Regions from separate parts of the Mus musculus genome. Here region 2 is linked to region 1. The links are chromatin contacts, called in public Hi-C maps. All regions are on one chromosome and are shown on one strand. The core of a region is the stretch at or near the end of the contact, and the rest is flanking DNA. Distances in the headings are between cores, read along the strand shown.

What was found. A called contact is a pair of places that touch in the nucleus more often than the background predicts.
Region 2: a Hi-C map of epidermal suprabasal cells shows a contact between it and region 1, with 2.5 times the contacts expected there. The contact joins the enhancer-like site here to the promoter of Zfp618 in region 1. A contact is called at or near these places in 2 of 39 promoter capture datasets (liver and maxillary cranial neural crest), 7 of 484 Hi-C or Micro-C datasets (Th1 cells, epidermal suprabasal cells, liver and 3 more) and 2 of 115 datasets of contacts at active chromatin or transcription factors (CD8 T cells and embryonic stem cells).

The regions. Positions count from the first base shown.
Region 1 is chr4:62,963,279-62,969,424 of GRCm38.p6, reverse strand. It overlaps Zfp618 (zinc finger protein 618), which reads right to left and starts at 3,858. Exons shown (of 15, transcript NM_028327.1): 1 at 3,719-3,858. The coding sequence starts at 3,751.
Region 2 is chr4:63,014,898-63,021,410 of GRCm38.p6, reverse strand. The region is part of intron 1 of Zfp618 (zinc finger protein 618); the gene reads right to left. Among named protein-coding and RNA genes, the nearest start is that of Gm30764, 38 kb to the right of the region's middle. Within about 2 kb of position 1,635, at least 10 of the 459 cell types and tissues checked have an H3K27ac peak or open chromatin away from gene starts, as enhancers often do. A contact at or near this core is called in CD8 T cells, epidermal suprabasal cells and liver, where this site is marked.

The sequences.
Region 1 (6,146 bases), core at 2,609-5,108:
AGGATTCTGAAGTCAGACGGAGGCAAAAGTGGAGAAGAAATCCTATCAAACCCAGGAACAGTTCACAACTGTTCACAACTGGTACAAGTCATGGGCTGTGTGTCTTCTAGAACCATAAAACCAGCCATCTTTGCTGTCCTGCAAAAGCAAGCCTTGTTCAATTCGACCGCTTGTGTAAAGGCTCAAAGTACAAGCAAGCTGTTCTTCCTGGCTTGGTTCAAGTCAAACTATAAAGCGAGTCCTTGAAATTTCAAACCTTATTAGAAAAAAAAATCTCCTTAGGCAGAAATCAAAACATTAATAAGAGTCTCCACTCTGAGAGGGAATAAAAATGACCTTTCACCAAAATAACCCAGACCATCATCAAATTACCACCCCTCAAGTCCAATTCGCCAATAAATTGGCAAATATTATATGAGAATGATAAACAGACGTGAACTAATAAAAACAGTTCCTATATTCGATACTAGCTTCCCATACTTCATCTGAAGGAGTAGACACAGAGAGGGAGAGACCAGGCCCAGGTCAGACCTCACCTCCGTGACACCAAGAGAAACAAAAGGGAGCTGGCCCCACCTCCAACAGGACCAGCATGCACTTCTATTTTTCTTTTTCTTTCAGAACAATCATGATGAGAGTAACCAATTCCATAAAAAGGAAAAAAAGAAGGAAAAAAAAAAAGATCTACAAAACAAATTACTCGCAATTTCTAGCCATAAACCATAAAACTACAGCCAACAAAACAAAATTCTCAGCAGAGTAGATTGCAGACATCTGAGTGGCAAGGCAGACTGTAGGCTATACCAAGAGATTCTCATTCCTTTGCACCGGAGATAACCTGTTATCTCCATCCTGGACCTTTGCTGAGGCGCCCTTACCCCATCCGTCTATCCATCCCTATGTCCATCCTTCTCCAGCCCTGGCCAACTTGAGCCCACTATCTCGCGAGGCCTCTAGAACTTCTGAAATTATAAATTCCTCGACTGTCAAGACATCGCCCTAAATAATTCAAGAGAAGAAATTTTAATTATGCACTTAAAGGAAAACAACAAAACAACAACAAAAAGGCTCATTCCAAACATGTCAGAACGTGGCCAGTCAGCCCTGAAGGATTGTTACAAAAACAAAAAAAAATTTTTTTTTAATTAAATTAAATTAAATTTCCCAAATGCTACGGCGATGATGGGGACTATCTAACCTGTGCCAATGTTAAATTCATTCCACAGAATTAGCAGCCCTTCAGAAACCCAGTTTCCATAAAACAAATTGGTGAGGTAGGTCCAGGACCACCCGCTAGCTGTTGATCCCGGGTCCAGAGTGGTCTATCCCCACCCCAGGTAACCCATCATAGCTCCAACCCCAACGTCTACAAGGTCCCCCCAAGTCCAACTAACACACTCCTTTTGGTTTGAAAAATTTGAACTTTTTTTTTTTTTTTACTCAAAAAAAAAAAAAAATCAGCACATCCGATCAGCCTAAATCATCACCAATTTCCCTTTATCTCAGAACAGATCTTATTCTCTTGTGTCAAATTTCCATCCAGTCAATATTTATCCCTTGAAAATTTTTCTCTTTTTTTTTTTTTTGTTTCACCTTCATTTGATTTATCTTAAGGACAAAACCTCCACATAAAATATTGTTTATAAAAAATGCTTTCAAATTCCCAAGGCAAGCATCTCTGGGTTTGGCTTTTGTGTGTATTCTGATTAGTTTTTCTTTCAAAGAAAATAATAAATTTTCCTGCTAGAAACAGCTGAGTTGGTGTTTCAGTTCATTTCTTCAGCAAAGTGTTCTTACCAGGGAAGATGGATTCAAATCAGAATTTTCATCTCTGCCATTCTCTCTCCCACCTTTTTTTCTTACTGGGTCAGTAAAATTTGTGGAATTTTCTGTTGTTGTTACAAATCCCCTCCCTTCAAAACACACACACACACAATCTTCAAATGATCAAGGCTAATGGATTTCTTCTCTTTTGACAGCAATAAAAAAAATTTGAAAAATGCAAAATATTAATGAATTATCCAACCCCACATCACAAAGAAACCTGAAGCCAACCTGAATTTTTAAAAAAGGAACTGATGATAATACTCTAATTGGACTAGAAAACAAAATTGAGAAAGACAAATTCTCCTCTTTAACAAGGATTTTTTTTAATCCTTATCTCCATCAATTGATTCACTTGTGTGTCGTAAAAAAAAATGGGCTTCTGTGAATCCACTGTTAGTTTTTCATAATAATGTTAATTATGCATATCTTATTTTAATGGCGGCCTCTCCTACAATTCTGTGGGCTACTCAGTTTGCACAATATATGAATTGACATTTTTCTCCATTGAATATTGCTCAAGAAAAGGTCCCTGACATTTTCTAGATAAAACAACAACAAAACAAGAAATGCCTAGACCTTGCAGCAAACAAAATCAGGAAACAGTCATAATTATTCCATCAAAGCAAAACACACACACAACACACACAACACACACATACACACACACAACATAACAAAAAACAGAAAAAAGACCGGCAGGATTTCACTCTAACTTTTCCAATTTCTGTTTTTCTTTAAAATCTCAGGAGTTAAATGCAGTAAAATGTAAATGTAAAAATTTAAACCTACAATTTTTGGGTGTGTCCAAAGCCAACATTTTAGGATCTATTTTCTCTCCTAAATCCTTCTTTCTTGGAAATGGAAAAACTTTGAACGCTGCCAAATGGCAAAATTAGTCATTTTTGCCTACGGAGCAAAACAAGCCGCAAATTATAATGAAACACAATTTCTAATTGCTTCATAAAGCCAATTCTCCCAGCTTTCCCTAAACTGAACTATTTCCCCCCTTTTCTCATTCCAATTACTATTTTTTTTTTACTCAAATTAAAATAACTTAGGTACCTAAACTGCCTTTGCTTTTAGGAGGTATTTTTGCTTTCTCCCCTTCAAGAATTGAATTCATTCAAATTCCAGCTTAATTTTCATTTACATATTATCTGGATTTGGCTTCAGAAATAAAATTGTCTCCATGTCCTTTCAATGATCAAAGTGAAAATTTTCACTCCAAAAAAGATAGAAAAAAAGAATCTTTCCCACATCCACCAGTTTGTAGATGAAACTTTGGAATAAATAAGAAATAAAAAATATTTCTTTTCAATTTTAATTTCTTTTTTTTTTTATTTACAAAATAGTATCCTCTAGGTGGCGTCGTTTTAATGGGAAAAAACTACCGTTTGAAGAAAAATTAGAAAAAAAAATTGAGAGAAGGAAATATGGCCTTAAAAAAAAAAAAAAAAAAAAAAAAAAGATTGTTGCAAAGATTGGGGGCCTGGAAGGAAAGCTCTCCTGGGGGTCACCAAGGACCATGAGAGCAGAGAGGGTCAAGGGGAAATTGCAAATTTCGGGGGAGGGGGAGATCTGGAAGAAGGTTGCATTTTCGCAAAATCTGAATTGTCCAAACTGCAATGGCTGCTCCGTGCTCTCGCCGCTTTGTTTCTGGGCTCCGGTCCGAGCTGGGGGCCGCGGGGGGCGGCGGGGGACGCCGGGTGAGGGGTCCCCATTAGCCTCGGCCGCCGCCCCCGCGTCGCCCGCGCCCCGCAGCGTCCCGGGGGGCCGCTCCCGCACCCCGGCCGCCCGGCCCCACTCCGGATCCCCCCGCCGGCGCCCGCGCTCGCCATCCCGCGGGGCTGCTGCGGCCCCCGCCCTGGCCCCCGCCCCGGCCCCGCGTTACCTGCGGAGCTGCCGCGCCGTCCGGCTGGCTCATCGGTCCGTGCGGGAGGAGGCGGCCCCGGCGCGTCCTGCTCCTCCCGGGCCGGGCTGCGCCGCGCGCACAATGCCGCTGCCACCGCCGCCGCCGCCGCCGCCGCTGCTGCCGCTCCCTCCTCCGCCCGCCCCGCGCGGGCCGGGGGGCGGGGGCCGGGGGCGCCGGGGGGGACCGCCGCGGGGACCGCAGATCGCCCCGCCGGCCCGCGCCCGCCGCGCTGCACCGCGCCCCGCACCGCCCCCGCCGGCCTCCGAGCCGCTGCGGGCCCCCGGCCTCTCCTCGGCCTCCGCCGCGGGCCTCCGCGACGCCCCACGCCTCACACAAAGCCGCCGGTCCCCCGCGCCGCCGGCGGCCCCCCAAACTTTCCCGCGCCAGCCTCGCGCGCGGGGCATTTGCTCGCGTGGGGCGGAGGTGGGGGCACAGAAAAGTTTTGGGGAGCGGCCTCTGGTGGGACAGAAGGGGTTAATGGGAACGCCTCTCCCCTCCCCACAAGCTCTCCCCCCCCCCCAAATCAGATCGATTTTTTTTTTAAATAAAAGTTTTGAGGAACGAAACTGGAAAGCTTCCTGGGAATATTCGGTAGCCTAGGCTATACCTAGCTCCCCCCTCCCCGTCCTCGCAGATAAGTTTGAGAACTGAGGGCCAAGGGGACCCTCTCTAACCCCCATCAAGTCTGAATATAAATTTACTATTTGAGGAGCCTCTCTTCTGTTTGATGTCAGTGAAGTCACTTTTTTACCCTCCCCCGCCAAAAAAAGTAAAAGTATTAAAAAAAAAAAAAAAACACAAAACCTGACCCTATGGAAGGAGATGTTGAAGGTTGAACAAGGGTCAGCCCCTCCCCCCCCCCCCCCCCCCAGTTAGAAAAGGAAAATTTTGACTTATCCCTCTTACTTGAACTGAAAGGTTAAAGAGGCCTGCTCTTTCAAAAGTCCTAAACTATAAAAATACAAAATGTTTCTTATATGAGAGCTTCCTCTTTATGACTTAGGAAGACTTAAGGGTTTGTTTCTGTCCTCCTACTCCCAAAATAGACTTAAAAATAATAAATCAGAAAGACCTGGCCTATATGAAAACTAGAGAGACCCCTGGATTCTTCTCCCACAGCTAGTTGAGTTTTAGAATAAGAAGTTGAAGAATTGCCATGTATCAGATGAGAAAGGAACCAATGTGTTTCCTTACCCTTCCCTTGAGAAAAAAAAAATAAGGATAGGATTGTTTTATGGAAATTAAGGCTAGTTAAACGGGTGCTTTTTCTGACTCCACCTTAAGAAAACATGTGTAGGAGCTTTTTAAAGTTTAAAGAGCAAACTCCTCTAAACAGAAAGGGCTCTAGAACTGTCCGTCCCCTTAGAACCCTTCTTCTTCCTTCAAGTTAGTTTTTAAAGACACCACTCTCCTGGAAGAATCAGTCTGTGGGAATTTGGCCCTCCGTAGAAGAAAAACAGTGAAGAACCCCACTTTTCAAACCCCAGCCTGGTAAATACATAAGAAGTTAAGCAGCATCTTCCAGTTACATCTGGAAACCTCTAAAGTCAGTGATTGATTTGAGATTTAAAAGTACCCATTTCTTTTTCCCCTGCTTATCGCGTATGTTCTTGGAAGAGATCTGGCAGCATCTTCCAAGGCCCGTGTGGATCAAGTGGGAAGCAGAGCTGGCAGTTGGGCAAGCCTGGCAAAGCTCTGCCTGCTTGCCTCACCTCCTCCTAGATACTAGAGCCTTAAACTGTTTTCAGAGTATCTGCCTCCTGGCCAGGCCTGCTCCTCTGCCCAAGCTAAGGCTGATAGGATTCCCTGGAATGGTAAGGAAGGAGATCAACGCAGTGGGATGGTTATCAAGAGAAAAGCCCTTCTTTGAGAGTCAGGAAAGGGGGGTACAGTAACTGTTCACTGAGCAGTTACTGTATATATATGGGAGGGGGGGCAGATAAACTGTCAAGAAGAGCTTGCCCTAGCCCTTCTCAAATTTGAACCACCCAGATTGGCTGGTCTCACCCTGGAGTTCTTACTTCATTCTGTTGAGGTAAGGAACTGATAGTTTACATTTCCATCAAGTGTCCCGGCAGCTGCTTCCCTAAAAACATCCTCTTGCAAACCACTGTAGTACCTGAACAAGGTAAAGAGGAAGGGCCTGGTCCACTCCAGGAGCACAGCAATGATTCCAAGTTATACCTGATTGGCTGGTGATTCTCCCTGCAGGATCTTCGTCAGATAGAGGGGATAGCAGGAGTTTGAGTTCCCAGGTCCTTAAGTCATAGTTTTAGGGATCCAGAAAATAACCACTAAACAAAACTTTACCTACATGTCCATTTGAACGGAGAAAGTATCTTCCCAAAAGGGAGTGCTAGACTGCCTGTCACCTCTAGCCTGTGAAATCCCATGGTCCTATGCAGCC
Region 2 (6,513 bases), core at 386-2,885, 54 kb before region 1:
GCAAACTCCAGTTCCTGCAGCCTCACTAGCTCCCCCACCCTGACCCCATGCCCCAGAAGAAAGAGAAAGTAACAGTCTTTAGATATCTCCAACAGGACCCCAGCAAGGGCAAGGGTAGGTGGGGGAAGGAATGAGCCATTTGGCCTCCCTGAGCCTTCTGTCTCACGGTCAGGGAGGTGTCTGAGAAACATTTGTGATGCTTGCTTTTGGGGAAACAGGCCCACTCAGGACTGAGCACTCCACAGAACATTCTAGAGCACTCTGCCTACACCTTACTGTATCAGTTAGTTCCTCTCTTACAGAGAGTCACACACAGAATTGTACGGCTTAGGCAGGCACTATCAAAGTGGTGGCTCACGCCTTTAATCCCAGCACTCGAGAGGCAGAGGCAGGCGGATTTCTGAGTTCGAGGCCAGCCTGGTCTACAAAGTGAGTTCCAGGACAGCCAGGGCAATACAGAGAAACCTTGTCTTGAAAAAAACCAAAAAAAGAAAAAAGAAAAAAGAAAGGAATAGAAGAAGACCCAACAGGACAGGAGACAGAATCAAGGACCTTAGAAGGAACTGCCCTGTGGCACCTCCAGGTTAGACTGATGAGGGGGACTCACCTCTCCCTGCAGTACTGGGCAGCTGTAAAGGCTGTTAAACATACTGTTAAAATCAATTATCTGTGTTAACAGAAAGCTCTTATTGTAAGTACTTCTGATGCTTATTTTCCTGTAAATAAACAAAGATATTGGGGGATGGGTGATCTGACTCCCTAATTGACAGCTATTAAGAATGCTTCTGGTATCAGCTGTTTTAGAAAAAGAATTGTCAGGAGTAGGAAGATGTCTCAGCTCGCAAAGGGCTTGTTGTATATGTAGGAGGCCCTGAGTTTGGATCCCAGCACCCATGTAAAAGCCAGACATAAAGGAGCTAGTTTCTAACCCCAGCACAGGGATGGGAGTCAGGTGAGACAGCCAATCGCTGGAGCTTACTGGCCAGCCAACCTAGCCAAAAGGTGGGCTGTAGGTTCAGTGAAAGACCCTCAAAAAATAAGGTGGAGAGCAAATGAGGAACGCATCCCATGTCTGCTCATAGCCTGCACATACATGTGTACATATACATGAACATATATATTCATATACAAACCACATAAAGAAAGAAAGGAGAAGGACTGCCATTCAAAGAGCCATCTGCATGACCATGCACCAGCACCTGCTGCTGAGAACACTCCACAGACACCTTGGTGAAGCAACATGACAACTGCAGCCAGTTGCTGTTTAAGCACAACTCCAGTCCCTGAAGCATCAGGACTATTTCAAACAGCTTTTACTGGATTCTCCCTACAGCCACTTCCACAAATGCCAGAGGGATGGTAACTTCCCCAATAGCCCAGCACAGGGATCATTGTCCCTAGGGCAAAAAAGTTATCCTTTCTAATAGAGCTGACAACACAAGAAAGAAGCAGGAGCCATGACTGCCACACAGCAGCAATGACAACAGAGCAGCTGGTGCCCATAAGAAGCGGAGCTGGAAAGCAGTCTGGGGGCTTTAACAGCCACTGAAGATGGAAGGCTGAACTAGTAACCAGAAAACCAGAGAGTAGCCTCAGAAGGGGTGGAGCCATACGGGTGGCAGCAGAGTAGTGAGCAACGGGCAGGCTGGGCAGGAGCCAGTAGGAGAGCAACAGTGGCTTAGCAGCCCGGATCTCAGCAACAACAGTGGTGGCAGCAGCCTCAGGGGTCAAAGGTCTAGATGCCCTAGGCCCTCTGGCACTGCCAAGGGCCGGGGTCTTCTTAAGCCCACACAATAGCTCTGCACACCAGTCAGTGCCAAGGGTTCTAGTACCTGAGTCCTGAGTGAAATCTGTAACACTAGAGGGAGCCATATGCTGCTGCTCCTGGCTGGTTGGTGCTACCCCACACTGTGGTCAAAAGTCCAGGGCTACAAAATTGGCCAGGAGCCAGAATTCAACTACCCATGATCCTATCCCAGTACAACAAAAGTATTCCAGCCATCGGACTGTTAATAGATACACTAAGCTGTAAATCCCTGGATGGATAAACACAAAAGATCACACTATAGGTCTGTTTACTGTAGTTCCTCCAACTTGATGATACATTGTGGGTTACTCCAGCCCTCCTGCTATATGTGTCATGTCTAGCTTCCCACAAAAAAAATAAAAATTAAAAAAAAAACAAGTCATAGTAAAAAAAATTGGAGAGACACAGTAGACCGACACAAAATGCATGTGTAGATTTAAAATAACTATTATTGGAACACTGGGGCTCTAATGGGAAAGGTAGACACTACATAAGAACAGGGGCTGCCTGACTGAGAAATGAAATCAAAAGGCAACGCTACGACTGGGAAGACTGGCTCAGTCAGTAAAGTGTCTGCCACATTAGCATGAAGTCCCAAGTTGGGATCCCCAGCATCTGTGCAAAACAGTACATGCAAGCCAGACAGGGTAAAGGCACCACTACCAAGACTAATAACCCAAGTGAGTGAGGACCCGAGGTGGAAGGAAAGAACCAGCTCCTCCCAGCTGTCCTCCGACCTCCAGACGCTCACCATGGAGTAAACACCGAGGTATAAGCGCGGGCAAGCTCATGCAGGTGTGAATGTACACATACACATTCAAATACATAAACGTGTAATGCTGTACGCAAATCTGGGCGTGGTGGCACATATGCAGTCTCAGCACTGAGGAGGTGAAGACAAGACGATCCTGGGTTTTCCTGGAAGCCAGTCCAGACAACAGTTGAGTTCCATGTTCAGTGAGATAGGCAAGAATACAGTGGAGACTGACTAGAGAAGATATTTAATGTCAATCCCTATGCCCATACACATGCACAGCAAGGCTAAAAACAAGAGCAAACAGAAACACAAGGTAGAAAAAGAACGCAAAAGAGACAAGGCGTTTAGGGGTGTAACTCAATTGGTGGGGTTCTTGCTTTGAATACGTGAGGTATGAGTTTGATCCCCAACACAGCAAAAGTAGGCCTGGTGGCATAAACCTATAACCACAGAATAAAGACCAGGCAGGAGAATCAGATGTTTGCTAGGGAGCTGTGGTCTCAAAAAAAAAAAAAAAAAAAAAGGGAAAGCACCTGTCTTAGTCAGGGTTTCTATTCCTGCACAAACATCATGACCAAGAAGCAAGTTGGGGAGGAAAGGGTTTATTCGGCTTACTCTTCCATACTGCTGTTCATCACCAAAGGAAGTCAGGACTGGAACTCAAGCAGGTCAGGAAGCAGGAGCTGATGCAGAGGCCATGGAGGGATGTTCTTCATTGGCTTGCCTCACCTGGCTTGCTCAGCCTGCTCTCTTATAGAACTAAGACTACCAGCCCTGAGATGGTCCCACCCACAAGGGGCCTTTCCCCCTTGATCACTAATTGAGAAAATGCCTTACAGTTGGATCTCATGGAGGCATTTCCTCAACTGAAGCTCCTTTCTCTGTGATAACTCCAGCTGTGTCAAGTTGACACAAAGCTAGCCAGTACAATTGACCCCTTGTCAACTTGACACACAAACACATCACTAGTAAGCCTCAACCCTTACAATCTTATTCATCCCCATTCTAAATAACTTTAAAAGTCCCACAGTCTTTACATATGCTTAAAATTTCAATCTCTTTAAAATATCCATCTCTTTTAAAATCCAAAGTCTTTTTACAATTAAAAGTCTCTTAACTGTGGGCTCCACTAAAACAGTTTCTTCCTTCAAGAGGGAAAATATCAGGGCACAGTCACAATCAAAAGCAAAAGTCAATCTCTAACCGTCCAATGTCTGGGATCCAACTCACGATCTTCTGGGCTCCTCCAAGGGCTTGGGTCACTTCTCCAGCCAGGCCCTTTGTAGCACATGTGTCATCCTCTAGGCTCCAGATGCCTGTACTCCACTGCTGCTGCTGCTCTTGGTGGTCATCTCATGGTACTGGCATCTCCAAAACACTGCATGACCCCTTCAGTCCTGGGCCATCAATTGCAACTGAGGCTGCACTTTCACCAATGGCCTTCCATGGTCTCTCACAGTGCCAATCCTCAGCTGTTCTGCTCAACTCCTTCATGCCTTCAAAACCAGTACCACCTGGGTGACTCTTACACATTACCAAGTCCAGCCACAGCACAAGGTACAACTTTGGCTATATCTGGAACACAGCCACTGTGCTCTCAGAAAACACCTCCCAGAAGATGTCACCTCAATGATGCTGGTCTCTTCTTAATCACCGCTAATTTCTTAGCTCCAGCTAACCAGCATCAATAGTCCCAGTAATGCAAAGTTTTTGCTTTAGTAGTTCTGGTATCTTGTTAATCACAGCTGATTCTTCAGCCCCAGCTAACCAGAACTACAGAATCTTCACAATCAAAACAGCAATGGCCCTGAAAAGAGTCTTTAATTTTCCCTCTGAAATTTCACAAACCAAACCTCCATCTTCTGCACTGTTCTCAACATTATCTTCCAAGCTCCTACACAACATCTGACAGAGCTCTTAACAACGAATGGATCTTCAAGCCCAAAGTTCCAAAGTCCTTCCACAGTCCTCCCCAGGACATGGTCAGGTTGTCACAGGAATACCCCACTCTGCTGGTACCAATTTGTCTTAGTCAGGGTTTCTATTCCTGCACAAACATCATGACCAAGAAGCAAGTTGGGGAGGAAAGGGTTTATTCGGCTTACACTTCCATACTGCTGTTCATCACCAAAGGAAGTCAGGACTGGAACTCAAGCAGGTCAGGAAGCAGGAGCTGATGCAGAGGCCATGGAGGGATGTTCTTCATTGGCTTGCCTCACCTGGCTTGCTCAGCCTGCTCTCTTATAGAACTAAGACTACCAGCCCTGAGATGGTCCCACCCACAAGGGGCCTTTCCCCCTTGATCACTAATTGAGAAAATGCCTTACAGTTGGATCTCATGGAGGCATTTCCTCAACTGAAGCTCCTTTCTCTGTGATAACTCCAGCTGTGTCAAGTTGACACAAAGCTAGCCAGTACAGCACCATACCTAAGAACTGTGTGATGGTTTACAACTGTCAAATACATATGCAATGAGCATCCCAGAAGGACACAAAAGAGGAAAAGGAACAGAAGAAATATTTGCAGTAAGAAATGCATGAGGAATTTTAAAAGTTAATGACAGACATGAAGCCACAGATTGAGGAAGTTAGGAGAACACAATCAGCATAAAAACAAAAAGCAAACAACAAAACATCTACACGACACACATCAAGTTCAACCAAGTATAGAAAAATCAAAGATAGACAGAAATCTTAACTTAAAAATGCAAGTGGTGGAGTAGGCCCTGCCTGTGGGCCAGAGGAATAGTGAAAGCTACATTAGATTTCATTTTACAAATTATACGATAAGTGGCAATGTGACATGTTTAAATTGTCGAAGAAGAATAATCACTAGGGATCTGATCCAATGACACCATGTACAGTGGAGGGAAGGCTTGGACCATAACCAAGACTGCAATCCTAGCTCTTAAGAGTCAGAAACAGGAGGGTTGCTGCAAAGATCAAGGCCAGCCTCTTCTACATAGTAAGTTCTAAGCCAGGCGGGGCTGGGTATATAGGTGAGACCCTATCTCAAAACACTACTAAAGAACAGAAAGGAAAAGAGGCTGGAAGGAGGGTATAAAAGAAATCAAACAGGAGGAGGAAGATAAGGAGAGAGGTAGAGTTAAAACCCACAGGTAGAGTGCATACCCTTAGTTCAATCAGAGAGAGAGAGAAAGAGAGAGAGGAAGGAAGGAAGGAAGGAAGGAAGGAAGGAAGGAAGGAAGGAAGGAAGGAAAATGTGAAAGAGAAATGAAAACAAACATTGGGGGAACTTATTGCCAAAATGCCTACCTTACAAAAAAACTATTTTAAAAAAGTTCTTCAGAGAAAAAGAAAATAACACAAGTCAGAAAAACTCAAAATATACACTAAGAAAGCTATAAGAATAAAGAAGGAATCACTGTACCTAAATCGAAGTCTTTTGTTTTTCTAATTTTTAAATGTATCTGACATGTAACAGTGTTAGAAACAACATCAATAGGTTGCATTTATAGTATAGGTGAAATGAGTATAAACCCTGTAGTGAGGGATTGAGATTAGAGACTGTTAAACTCATCATATTTGACTTGATGATGGTCCAGGAGAACTAAATGCATTGTTGGTAATAGTGATTTTTACTTAGTGGGTATCTAGTACCCATCAAAAGCCAAAGGGTGTTTAAACTATGATAAGTATCTGGCACTCCTTGTGAGCGGCAGAGTGTTGTTTGAAAACAGATGAGTAACACATGTAGACTGCCTACTCGTGGGCAATTAAGAGTTGATAATAGTAAAAGAACATGTGTAATTAAAATCAAAGAAACACCATCCCCTCTACCCCACCCCACCCCCTCAAAAAAATTAAGGGAAAGAAGCACAGGACTCAGGCAGCAAACAGAAAACAATAAGGACATGGTAAATAATTATATCACAATCGCTTTAACTATGACTGTTCTAAATACAGAGTTAAGAGACAAATTATTGGAG